Regions from separate parts of the Arachis hypogaea genome. Here region 1 is linked to region 2. Evidence: chromatin contacts called from public Hi-C data. All regions are on one chromosome and are shown on one strand. The core of a region is the stretch at or near the end of the contact, and the rest is flanking DNA. Distances in the headings are between cores, read along the strand shown. Region 1 holds the start of LOC140174347. Region 2 holds the start of LOC112701422.

The links. Hi-C and Micro-C count contacts between places; a contact is called where the count stands out from the background.
Region 1: a contact with region 2 is called in a Hi-C map of leaf, with 2.3 times the contacts expected there. The contact joins the promoter of LOC140174347 here to the promoter of LOC112701422 in region 2. A contact is called at or near these places in 5 of 8 Hi-C or Micro-C datasets (leaf and an unstated tissue).

What each region holds. Positions count from the first base shown.
Region 1 is chr7:44,506,618-44,512,306 of arahy.Tifrunner.gnm2.J5K5, reverse strand. It overlaps LOC140174347, which reads right to left and starts at 3,176. Exons shown (of 1, transcript XM_072198790.1): 1 at 2,772-3,176. The coding sequence starts at 3,176. The coding sequence ends at 2,772.
Region 2 is chr7:44,136,098-44,141,186 of arahy.Tifrunner.gnm2.J5K5, reverse strand. It overlaps LOC112701422, which reads left to right and starts at 1,274. Exons shown (of 2, transcript XM_025752181.1): 1 at 1,274-1,355; 2 at 1,991-2,580. The coding sequence starts at 1,274. The coding sequence ends at 2,580.

The sequences.
Region 1 (5,689 bases), core at 1,927-4,426, 370 kb before region 2:
GGGATGTTGAGGGTGGTGAGGACTCTTTAGTGACCACTTCGGCGAGTCAGGGCTGGGAGGCTATTGGGGAGGGCAGTGGTCAGGCCGGCGGGGTTGACCAAGATCAACCGAGCAAGGTCGAGGCGCCTGTTGGGAATCCTTCGGGGAATCCGAGTGTGGAGGCGGAGGTTTTTTCTGAGGAGGAGGTTCCAGGGTTTAATGATGATGCAAAGGTCGTCAGCAACCCTAAGAAAAGAAAACGTGACTCCGGGAAGACGCTCTCGGTTATGGAAAAAAAAACTTCGATGCTGGGGGCTTCATTGAGTCCCAGTTGCTTCCTGGCACCGACGAGTTTTTCCGTGATGCCGATCTCTCCGGGCAAGTGTGGTGGATCTATCATAGCCTTCTTCGAGCAGCAACCATCACCAAGAAAGTGGAGCCTGTCTTGGGAAATTACCACAATATGGAAGTGAAGCTTCGGGACTCCAAGAAAGACCTGACGGATTCAAGGTCTCGGGAGGAGTCATTGAAGACAAAGTTATCTGAGTTAGAGGAGAAAGCCAAGGAGTATGCTGAAGAGGCCAATAGGTTGGTGGAATGAGATGTTGCGTTGATGAAGGAGTTAAACACTTCTCGTGGTGAAACTACCGCAGCTAAGAAGAAGTTTGAGGAGATGGAGGAAAAGCTGAAGTTGGAGAAAAGCTCGGCGGAGGCTGCTTGCAAGGAGATGGTTGCTTTGAAGAAGAAGAATAGGGAACTTGCACATGGGGCTCGAGAGGCCGTGAAGCTGACCGAAGAAGGGATCAAGCTCCAGGTGGCAGTGTTGGCTCCAGATCTCGACCTCTCCCAAGTTGGAGCTCTTAAGACTGTCGAGAATGGAAAGATTGTTGATATTCTGAAGTCCTGATGTGGCGGTCATGCTTTATCTTTTGTTCTTCCTACCCTCTGTTTTGTGACTTTGGTTTTTATTTTATGGGCCTGTTTAGGCGCCTTCGTTTGTACTGGATATTTTAATCTTTATTTCAATGTTGCTGTCGTTAGCAGTTACTCGCCTGTTTGGGCCGTTCGTGGCTTTGCTATATTTTATTGCTTTTGATTATCCAGGCCGTCGTGGCTTTTTTGGTTGTTTGCCTGTTTGGGCCATTGCGGCTTTTCTTTTATTTTATTGCTTTTGATTATCCGGGCTGCCGTGACCTTTTTGGTTTACCATTTTTATGGTATTTACCGCCCTCTTGCTTGTTTTCTTAGGTTCCTTTGGTTCTCGGGGTGATCAATCCCGAGTTTTCGTTAGGTCGACCGTTCGTCACTAGTGCTATTACGTCGTTTTGTCGTAAATCTTGCAAAGAACAAAGTTTGTTATATATATATGCATATGTGGAACTTCAAAACAAAAGGAGTAATGTAATGTAATATATATATATATAGACAAAGGAGTAAAATTAAAGAGACTAAACGGATGTGGCCGTGTCGCCAGGCCGTCGGGTCACTTCTCTCTACCCATCCAATTTTTCCAATTTGTATGCGCCTTTGCCGAGGACTTCTCTTACCCTGTAGGGTCCTTCCCAATTCGCACCCAACTTGCCTTCTCCTGGGGTTGGTGGTCCTATGTCGTTACGTCGTAAGACCAGGTCGCCTTCCCCAAGGCTTCTCTTTAGCTTTAGCACTTTACTGTTGTATCTTAGAGCTATTCTTTGTTTGATTGCTGTCTCTGTCAAATGTGCCATCTGTCTTATTTCGTCAACTAGGTCTTTCTCAACTACTTTGCTTCCTCCTCCGAGAAGTAACCTCGGGCTCGACTCCCCTATTTCGACTGGGATGACCGCATCGACTCCATATGTGAGTCGGAAGGTGGTTTTGCCAATGGACGATTGGGGGGAGGTTCTGTAAGGCCATAGGACTGAGGCTAGCTCGTCTGCCCATGAGCCCTTCTTCCCTTTAAGCCGTTTCTTTAGCCCTTTCAAGATGATTTTGTTAGTTGCTTCCACTTGTCCGTTGCTTTGAGGGTGGTCTACGGAAGAGAACCTTTGCTTGATTCCTAGTCTTGAAAGGAACTCTTTGAACTTTTTGTCGGTGAATTGTGTCCCATTATCCGATATGACAGACTTTGGAATTCTGAACTTAGTGATGACTTGCCTCCACAAAAATTTTTGACAGTTTACTGCGGTTATGCTGGCTAGCGATTCTGCTTCCACCCATTTGGTGTAGTAGTCTATGGCTACTATCAAATATTTGACTTGCCCTGGCCCGGGTGGGAATGGTCCCAAGAGGTCGACTCCCGATTGAGCGAAAGGTTGGGGTGCCATCATCGAGCTGAGTTCTTTGAGTGGGGCTTTGTGGAAGTTGGCATTTTCCTGGCATTTCCTGCACTTTCTGACGAACTCCTGAGCGTCCGACATCAGGGTGGGCCAGTAATATCCTGCTCAGATGATCTTCCTTGCCAACGACCTTCCTCCAATATGGTGACCACAACACCCCTCATGGACTTCGCTTAAGACGTAGTCCGTTTGGTCGGGGCGTAGGCATTTGAGCAAAGGTTGGTGGAGTCCCCGCTTGTACAACTGCCCTTGTATAATCACATACTTGGGAGCTTCTCTTTTGATGGCTTGTGCTTCCTTCTCATTTTGTGGTGTTTCGCGTTTCTCCATATATCGGAGGATAGGGTCCATCCAGGAGAGAGGGCTTAGTGCTTGGGTTATGCATAGAATGACTGCTAGCTCAGTTGCCAGCACTTGAATTAGCGATCTATTTCCTGCTTCGGGCTTGGTGCTTGCTAACTTGGAGAGGAGGTCTGCTCAGGTGTTCCTTTCTCTAGGGACATACTGGATTATGACTTCATCGAAGATTTTGCATAACTCTCTTACCTTCTCTAGGTACTTTTGTAGTAGTGTATCCCTAGCCTGGTAGCTGCCGTTTATCTGGGATGTGACGATCTGGGAATCACTGCTTACTTCAATCCTGGACGCTCCGGCCTCTTTGGCTAGAATTAGCCCTCCTATCAGCGCTTCGTACTCTGCCTGGTTGTTGGAGACTGGGAAGTCCAACCTGATCGACTGTTCGTAAGCTATTCCCACCGAGTTTTCCAAGATGATACCGGCCCCTCCGAACGCTTGGTTGGAAGCTCCGTCTACATGGGGTTTCCACCGTGTGTTCGATATGTCGGGTGCTTCCCCCGTGACCTCTACTAGGAAGTCCGCCATTGCCTGGGCCTTGATTACCTGCCTGGGCTCGTATTGCAAGTCATATTGGGATAGTTCTACTGCCTATGCCATCATTCTCCCTGCGAGATCGGGTTTTTGGAGGACTTGTCGAATCGCTTGGTCAGTTCTTAGGATGATCCTATGTCCTTAGAAATATTGCTTGAGCCTTCTCGACGAGCTTAGCAAGGCATAAGCTAATTTCTCCAGCTTGGTGTACTTTAGCTCTACTACTTGGAGCACTTTGCTGACGAAGTATACTGGGCGCTGGGTCTTGTCTTCTTCTCAGACAAGGACTGCCATCATGGCTTGTGTGGTTATTGCTAGGTATAGGTAGAGGGGTTTTCTTTCTCTGGGTTTGCTGAGTACAGGCGACTCTGAGAGCACCCTTTTGAAAGGGCTGAACGCTTCTTCGCATGCCGAAGTCCATTCGAAGGCGATTCCTTTCTTCATTAGATTAAAGAATGGGAAAGCCTTTTCAGCTGAGGCTCCGAGAAACTGGGATAGAGCCATGCGTTTCCCAGTTAGTCGCTGCACGTCTTTGACGCATCTTAGGCTTGTCATTTTGAGGACGGCTTCACATTTGTCTGAGTTAGCTTCTAGCCCCCTTTGTGTTATCATAAAGCCTGGGAATTTCCCGGCCTCCATGGTGAATGCACACTTGGGTGGATTGAGCCTCATGTTGAATTTTCTTAGCGCTTTGAAGACAGTTTGTAGGTCGCCTATAAGGCTGCTTGGTTCTACCGTTTTTACCAGGACGTCGTCGACGTAGACCTCTACCGTCTTACCGATAAGGTCATGGAAGACTTTGCTCATCAGTCTTTGGTAGGTGGCCCCTGCGTTTTTTAATCCGAATGGCATTACCTTATATAGCAATAAGTGTCTCCTAGTGTTATGAACATTGTCTTCTCTTGATCAGGTCGGTGCATCGGGATCTGATTGTAGCCAAAGTATGCATCCATGAAGCTAAGGAAGCGATATCCTGCTGCGGAATCTACCAGGGTGTCGATGTTGGGGAGGGGAAAAGAGTCTTTAGGGCATGCTTTGTTCAGGTCGGAATAGTCGACACACATTCTCCATTTGCCACTACCTTTTTTAACTAGTACGACGTTGGACAGCCATGTTGAGTACTCGAGCTCTTTGATGAAACCGGCTTTGAGAAGCCCGGCTGTTTGCTTAGCGACTGAAGAACTGAAGATTGATGGTTTAGAAGTTATAGTAAACTCTCATTGTAAGTATAGTTACTAAACCAAGCAATCAACCTTTCTTACAAACGTTTTGGTTGTCACAAGTAACAAACCCCTAAATAAATTGATAACCGAAGTATTTAAACCTCGGGTCATCTTCTCAAAGAATTGCAAGGAGGTATGTTCTTATTATTGGCTATGAAAAAGGTAAAATTGGGGGGTTCTGGAAATAAGGAAGAAGTATGACAAGTAATTCAAATGACAATTAAAATAAATAAATAACTATAAAATAAGCTCTTGGCAAGATATAAAATTTCGGAAGTCCTATCCTAGTTACTCCTATAAGAATGGAAGTTAATCCCACTTAGTTAACCTTTGCGTAAGCAAGGGAAAGTCCAGTGAACCAATTGGTTAGATTTTCCAAGTCCTAGCCAACTCCTAAGGGAAGGCTAGAGTTAGTGGAATTCCAGTTAATTAGCCAACATAACAATCAATCATGAATAGTTGATAACTCAAGAGCTTCCAGTTAATCAATTAAAACCAATAATATAAAAAGCTAAATAAGAATCTTAGATCTGAAATACCTCAAAATCATGAATTAATAAAGATATTAAATGTAACATGGGCAGTTGTAGCCAAATAAAGAAGTTGAGTTGAACATAGAAATCCATAAACTAAATTGAGGAAATAAATAAAAGGAACATTGAACCTAATATGAAGATGAAATAATCCTGAAGTGAAAAGAAATCCTAATCCTAAAATAAATTCTAATCCTAATCCTAATCTTAAGAGAGAGGAGAGAACCTCTCTCTCTAAAAACTACATCTAAAACTAAAATTATGAATTATGAAAGCCTGGTGAGTCTCTGCAAGTTCCCTGACTTTAATCTGTGTTTCTAGGCCAAAAACTGGGTTGAAATGTGGCCCAGAATCTCTGCCAGCGACTTTTGCAATTCTGCAGATCGCGCACGTCATGGGTCCACGTCGTCCACGCGTTCGCGTCACTTAGCATTTCTCGTACCACGCAAGCACGTCGTCCACGCTTTCGTGTCGTTCGTGCAGCATCCAATCCGCGCGGTCGCGTCAGGCACGCGAACGCGTCACTCTGATTTCTTCCATTTTGTGCAGTCGCGTGAGCCATGCGACCGCGTGACTTCTCGCTGGTCATGTCCTCAATTCCTTGTGTTCCTTCCATTTTTGCACGCTTCCTCTTTATTCTCTAAGCCATTCCTGCCCTATGAAGCCTGAAACGCTTAACACACAGATCAAGGCATCGAATGGTAATAAGAGAGGATTAAGATTAGCTAAATTAAGACCAAAGAAGCATGTT
Region 2 (5,089 bases), core at 25-2,524:
CCCTGCTCTGCTCTCCACAAGAGCAGGGCAGCCTCCTGGGAGCAAACACTCATGGGCCAAAATCCAACCAAAATTCCAATTAAATTCAATTTCTCTCCAAATTGAATCAAGGCCAACCAAACCCATTTCTCCTAAAATTCAAAGCAAGCAAAGCCCACTCAACATGACTCAAAGGCACACAGAGAAGCTAGATTAGGAATTTCATTTTTGTGAATTTGTTTTTAATTTCAATTTCATTTTATTTTTATTTTGTAAAAAGCCTATATAAAGGCATCACTCTCATTTCAGAGAGGGCTGGATTAGAAAAGGCTTGCTCCATTAGGGAGTAGTAGTAGTAGTAGATAGCTCTCTCTTTGAGTTTTAATTTCTGTTTTGAATCTTGGGTGGAGATTGGAAGGAATTCTTTTTTCATTCTCCATTTGCAACATCTCTGCTTTGTTCTTCTGCATAATTGAGAATTGGATTTACATTTCACTTGCTGCTTGATTTACTTCTCTTCTGCTGATTATTTTCTACTTTGATCAAGGAAGGAATTGAGATCTAGACTTGTTTTCTAGTCTCTTTGATTTCCTAAGATCTTCATTTTGATTTTCCAATTGAGTTAAATTTAATTTCTGTTTGCTTCTTCAAGCAATTCTGCTTTCTGTTTGAGATCGGTTGCAAGTTACTGCATCTTTTACTTCTCTGTTTGATTGCCATTTACAATTTCTTATGTGATTTCTTGAATCCCAGCTCCCAAAATCCTTTTATTCTTCCTGCAATTTAAATTTTCAGTTGCTTGATCTATTGCTTCCTTTAATTTCCAGCACCCACTCCCCTTTACATTTAATGCAATTTACATTTCTTGTCATTTAAGATTCTTGCAATTTATATTTCTTGCTCTTTAAGTTACTTGCCAATTTACTTTCTGCATCTTTAAGATTTATGCCATTTACTTTCTGTTGGCTACACTTCACACAATTCACTCAATGTTAGCTTGACTAAACTAATCACCCACTAAAGTTGCATGATCCATCAATCCCTGTGGGATCGACCTCACTCTTGTGAGTTATTACTACTTGATGCGACCCGGTACACTTGCTGGTTGGATTTGTGTGTTGGAAATTTGTTTTTCCACGAAAACATCATCAATGTGACGGGGTCAGATCCTCCGATGAGAGGTAAGCGTATGTCTTGAGTATTCTATTGCCTGGACCTAAGGATAGTTTGGTTCTATCTTTTGTAAAACCATCGTTAAGGTTATGAGAGCTTAGGGTTTTGTTAGGAGTAAACTATGGGGAAAAAGGATTCTAGTGGCGGTAGCCAAGGATTTTGGACTTGGGATGATGAACGATCAGAGTGGACATACCGAAATGGTTAACAGGTATGACTAGAAGTCTTGACGATTTCCTGTATGGATGATGGGTGCGGTTTAAAATTCTAGTGGCAATGGAAGTACCGACTGACGCCTTTGCAAATTTTTAACTATGATTTTTACGGTTTTAAGGTTTAGAATGATTTCTAATCTGGTTTGGAACTTTGGCTTAAATGATTTGGTTTTGAAAGTTAGTCGGAACTCATGGTTTAAGAGATATGGTTTAAACGAACAGTGAGTTCTCTCATTTTATTCAATTGTGAAAATGGTTTCCAATTTCTCTTATCGAAAAGGATTCAATTTGAAAAGTTTTAATTTAAGAAAATCATGATTTGAAGTCGGCAACTTCCAAGTAAACTATTTTTACTCCTATCAGAAAACTTAACAAAGATCTTGTCTAGAATGAACTGTTTTTGAATGATTTGGTTTTGAAACTAAGATCGAAACTTTTGATCAAATGATACGATTTAAAATGGAAAAGTGAGTCCTAAGATTTTTTTCACTTATGATTTTGGCTTGTAAATTTTAATTTAAAAAAAACCATGTTTTAAAATGTTTGATTTACAAATAAACGGTTTTTTACTCTTTTGATAAGGTTTTAACAATGGACTCGTTTAGATTGAAATTGTTTTAAAGGTTTTGACAAATATTACAAAATCGGCATATGGTTTAAGGAAAATTTTTGGATTCTTAATGACGATGATCAGAGTGACCAGCGGAAGTTGTACGCTAAATTGTTGACGTGTGAGTTCTGGAAGGAAGGAGTAAAGTTCTTAGGTCACGTGGTGAGCAAAGGAGGAATAACCGTAGATCCTTCTAAAGTGGAAATGGTGATGGAATGGAAAAGACCGACAATGGTGACGGAAGTCAGAAGCTTCTTGGGTTTAGCCGGATATTACCGGAGATTCATTGAAGGATTTTTCTGGATTGCACTACCGATGACTAAGTTGACAAGAAAGGAAGTGCCGTTTGTGTGGACGTCAAAATGTGAAGAAATTTTTCATACTCTGAAACGGAAGTTAACTTCAGCACCTGTTTTAGTCTTGCCAGAGCCGCATGAACCGTTCGAAGTATACTGTGATGCTTCCCTGAAGGGCTTAGGTTGTGTGTTGATGCAACACCGGAATGTGGTGACTTACGCATCGCGTCAGCAGAGACCGCATGAGATGGACTACCCAACTTATGACTTAGAATTAGTGGCGATTGTGTTTGCATTGAAGATCTAGAGGCACCACTTGTACGGAGTGAGATTTAGCATCTTTTTCTGATCATAAGAGTCTCAAGTACATCTTTGATCAGAAGAAGCTTAATATGCGTCAGAGAAGAGGGATGGAGTTGCTTAAGAACTACAATTTTGAAATGAGTTATCACCTTGGAAAGGCGAAGGTGATCATAGACGCATTGAGTCGGAGATATTTAACAATTGCTTGGATGAGAATCAAGGAAGAGGAGTTAGTGGATAAGTTTGTGGATCTTAAGCTGGACATTATGGGGTTGCCGGAAGCACTTGTTTGAGCCAGTTGCATATTTCAAGCACGTTTAAGACGAAGATTCAGAGGGCTCAGCAAGATGAGTGGAAGCTTTAGAAATTGTTCCAACTAGTTGGTGATAAGAGGCATGAGGATTTCACTAAGGATGATGAAGGATTGTTGAGATATAAGGGGAGAATTTGCATACCGGATGACGGGAGCTTGAGGCAAGACTTGTTGTCGGCGGCTCACTACAGTGGATTTTTGGTGCACGAAATTGTGATCTCAACGGCCCCAACAACTTGGTACGCACAGTTGTATAATTCACTCTTTTTTACAACTTCGCACAACTAACCAGCAAGTGCACTAGGTCGTCCAAGTAATAAACCTTAGTGTGTAAGGGTCGATCCTACGGAGATTGTTGGCTTGAAGCAAGCTATGGTCACCTTGTAAATCTCAGTCAGCTGGATTCAAATGGTTATGGAGTTTTAATAATTTAAAAGATAAATAAAACGTAAAATAAAGATAGAGATACTTATGTAAATCATTGGTGGGAATTTCAGATAAGTGTATGGAGATGCGTTGTTCCTTCTGAATCTCTGCTTTCTTACTGCCTTCATCCAATCCTTCATACTCCTTTCTATGGCAAGCTGTTTGTAGGGGGATCACCGTTGTCAATGGCTACCGTCCATCCTCTCAGTGAAAATGGTCCAGTTATGGGTTACGTAGGGCTAATTATCTGTCGGTTCTCGATCGTCTAGGAATAGGATTTACTATCCTTTTGCGTCTGTCACCACGCCCTACAGTCGCGAGTTTGAAGCTCGTCACAGTCATCCCATCCCAAATCCTACTCGGAATACCACAGACAAGGTTTAGACTTTCTAGATCTCAAGAATGCTGCCAATTGATTCTAGCTTATACCACGAAGACTCTGATCACAAGGACTTGAAGGCTCTGTTGTCAAGAGAGGCAATCAAATACATGGACTAGGAATCCAAGAGATACACATTCAAGCTTGTTTTCATGTAGAACGGAAGTGGTTGTCAATCACGCATTCATAAGTGAGAATGGTGATGAGTGTCACATAATCATCACATTCATCATGTTCTTGAGTGCGAATGGATATCTTAGAATACGAATAAGCATGAATTGAATAGAAAACAGCAGTACTTTGCATTAATACTCGAGGAACAGCAGAGCTCCACACCTTAATCTATGGTATGTAGAAACTCCACCGTTGAAAATACATAAGAACAAGGTCTAGGCATGACCAAATGGCCAGCCTCCCGAAATGACATATGAATTCAAAAAATAGGGAAAAAGACCCCTAGTACAATAGTAAAAAGTTCTATTTATACTAAACTAGTTACTAGGGTTACATAATTAAGTAAATGATGCAGAAATCCACTTCTGGGCCCACTTGGTGTGTGCTTGGGCTGAGCATTGAAGCTTTCACGTGTAGAGATCATCCTTGGAGTTAAACGACAGTTTGTAACTTGTTTCTGGTATTTGACTCTGCTTTGCAACTTGTTTCTGGCGTTTAACGCCAGAATAGGGTAGAAAGCTGGCGTTTAATGCCAGTTTACGTCGTCTAAACTCGGGCAAAGTATAAACCATTATATATTACTGGAAAGCCTTGGATGTCTACTTTTTAACGCAATTGAGAGCGCGCCATTTGGACTTCTGTAGCTCCAAAAATTCCATTTCGAGTGCAGGGAGGTCAGAATCCAACAACATCAGCAGTCCTTTGTCAGCCTCTGAATCAGAATTTTGCTCAGGTCCCTCAATTTCAGCCAGAAAATACCTGAAATCATAGAAAAATACACAAACTCATAGTAAAGTCCAGAAATGTGAATTTTGCTTAAAAACTATTAAAAATATACTAAAAACTAATTAAATCATACTAAAAACTATGCAAAAACAATACCAAAAAGCGTATAAATTATCCGCTCATCAATTTCCTATTCATCCCAGAAGTGCGAAGATGTAGTATGACTTAAAGAAGATGTTCTGGTGGCCTAAGTTGAAAGGTGATGTAGCTACAGTGGTATCCAAGTGTCTGACATGTCAGAAGGCAAAGATAGAGCATCAGAAGCCGTCAGGAATGATATAGCCTCTTGAGATTCCTCAGTGAAAGTGGGAAGGAATCGCGATGGATTTTTGTGACCGGGTTACCACGGACTTGTTTAGGATTTGATGCGGTTTGGGTGATCTTGGTTCGCGTAACCAAATCCGCTCATTTTTGTCTACCCGAGTGAACTGTTCT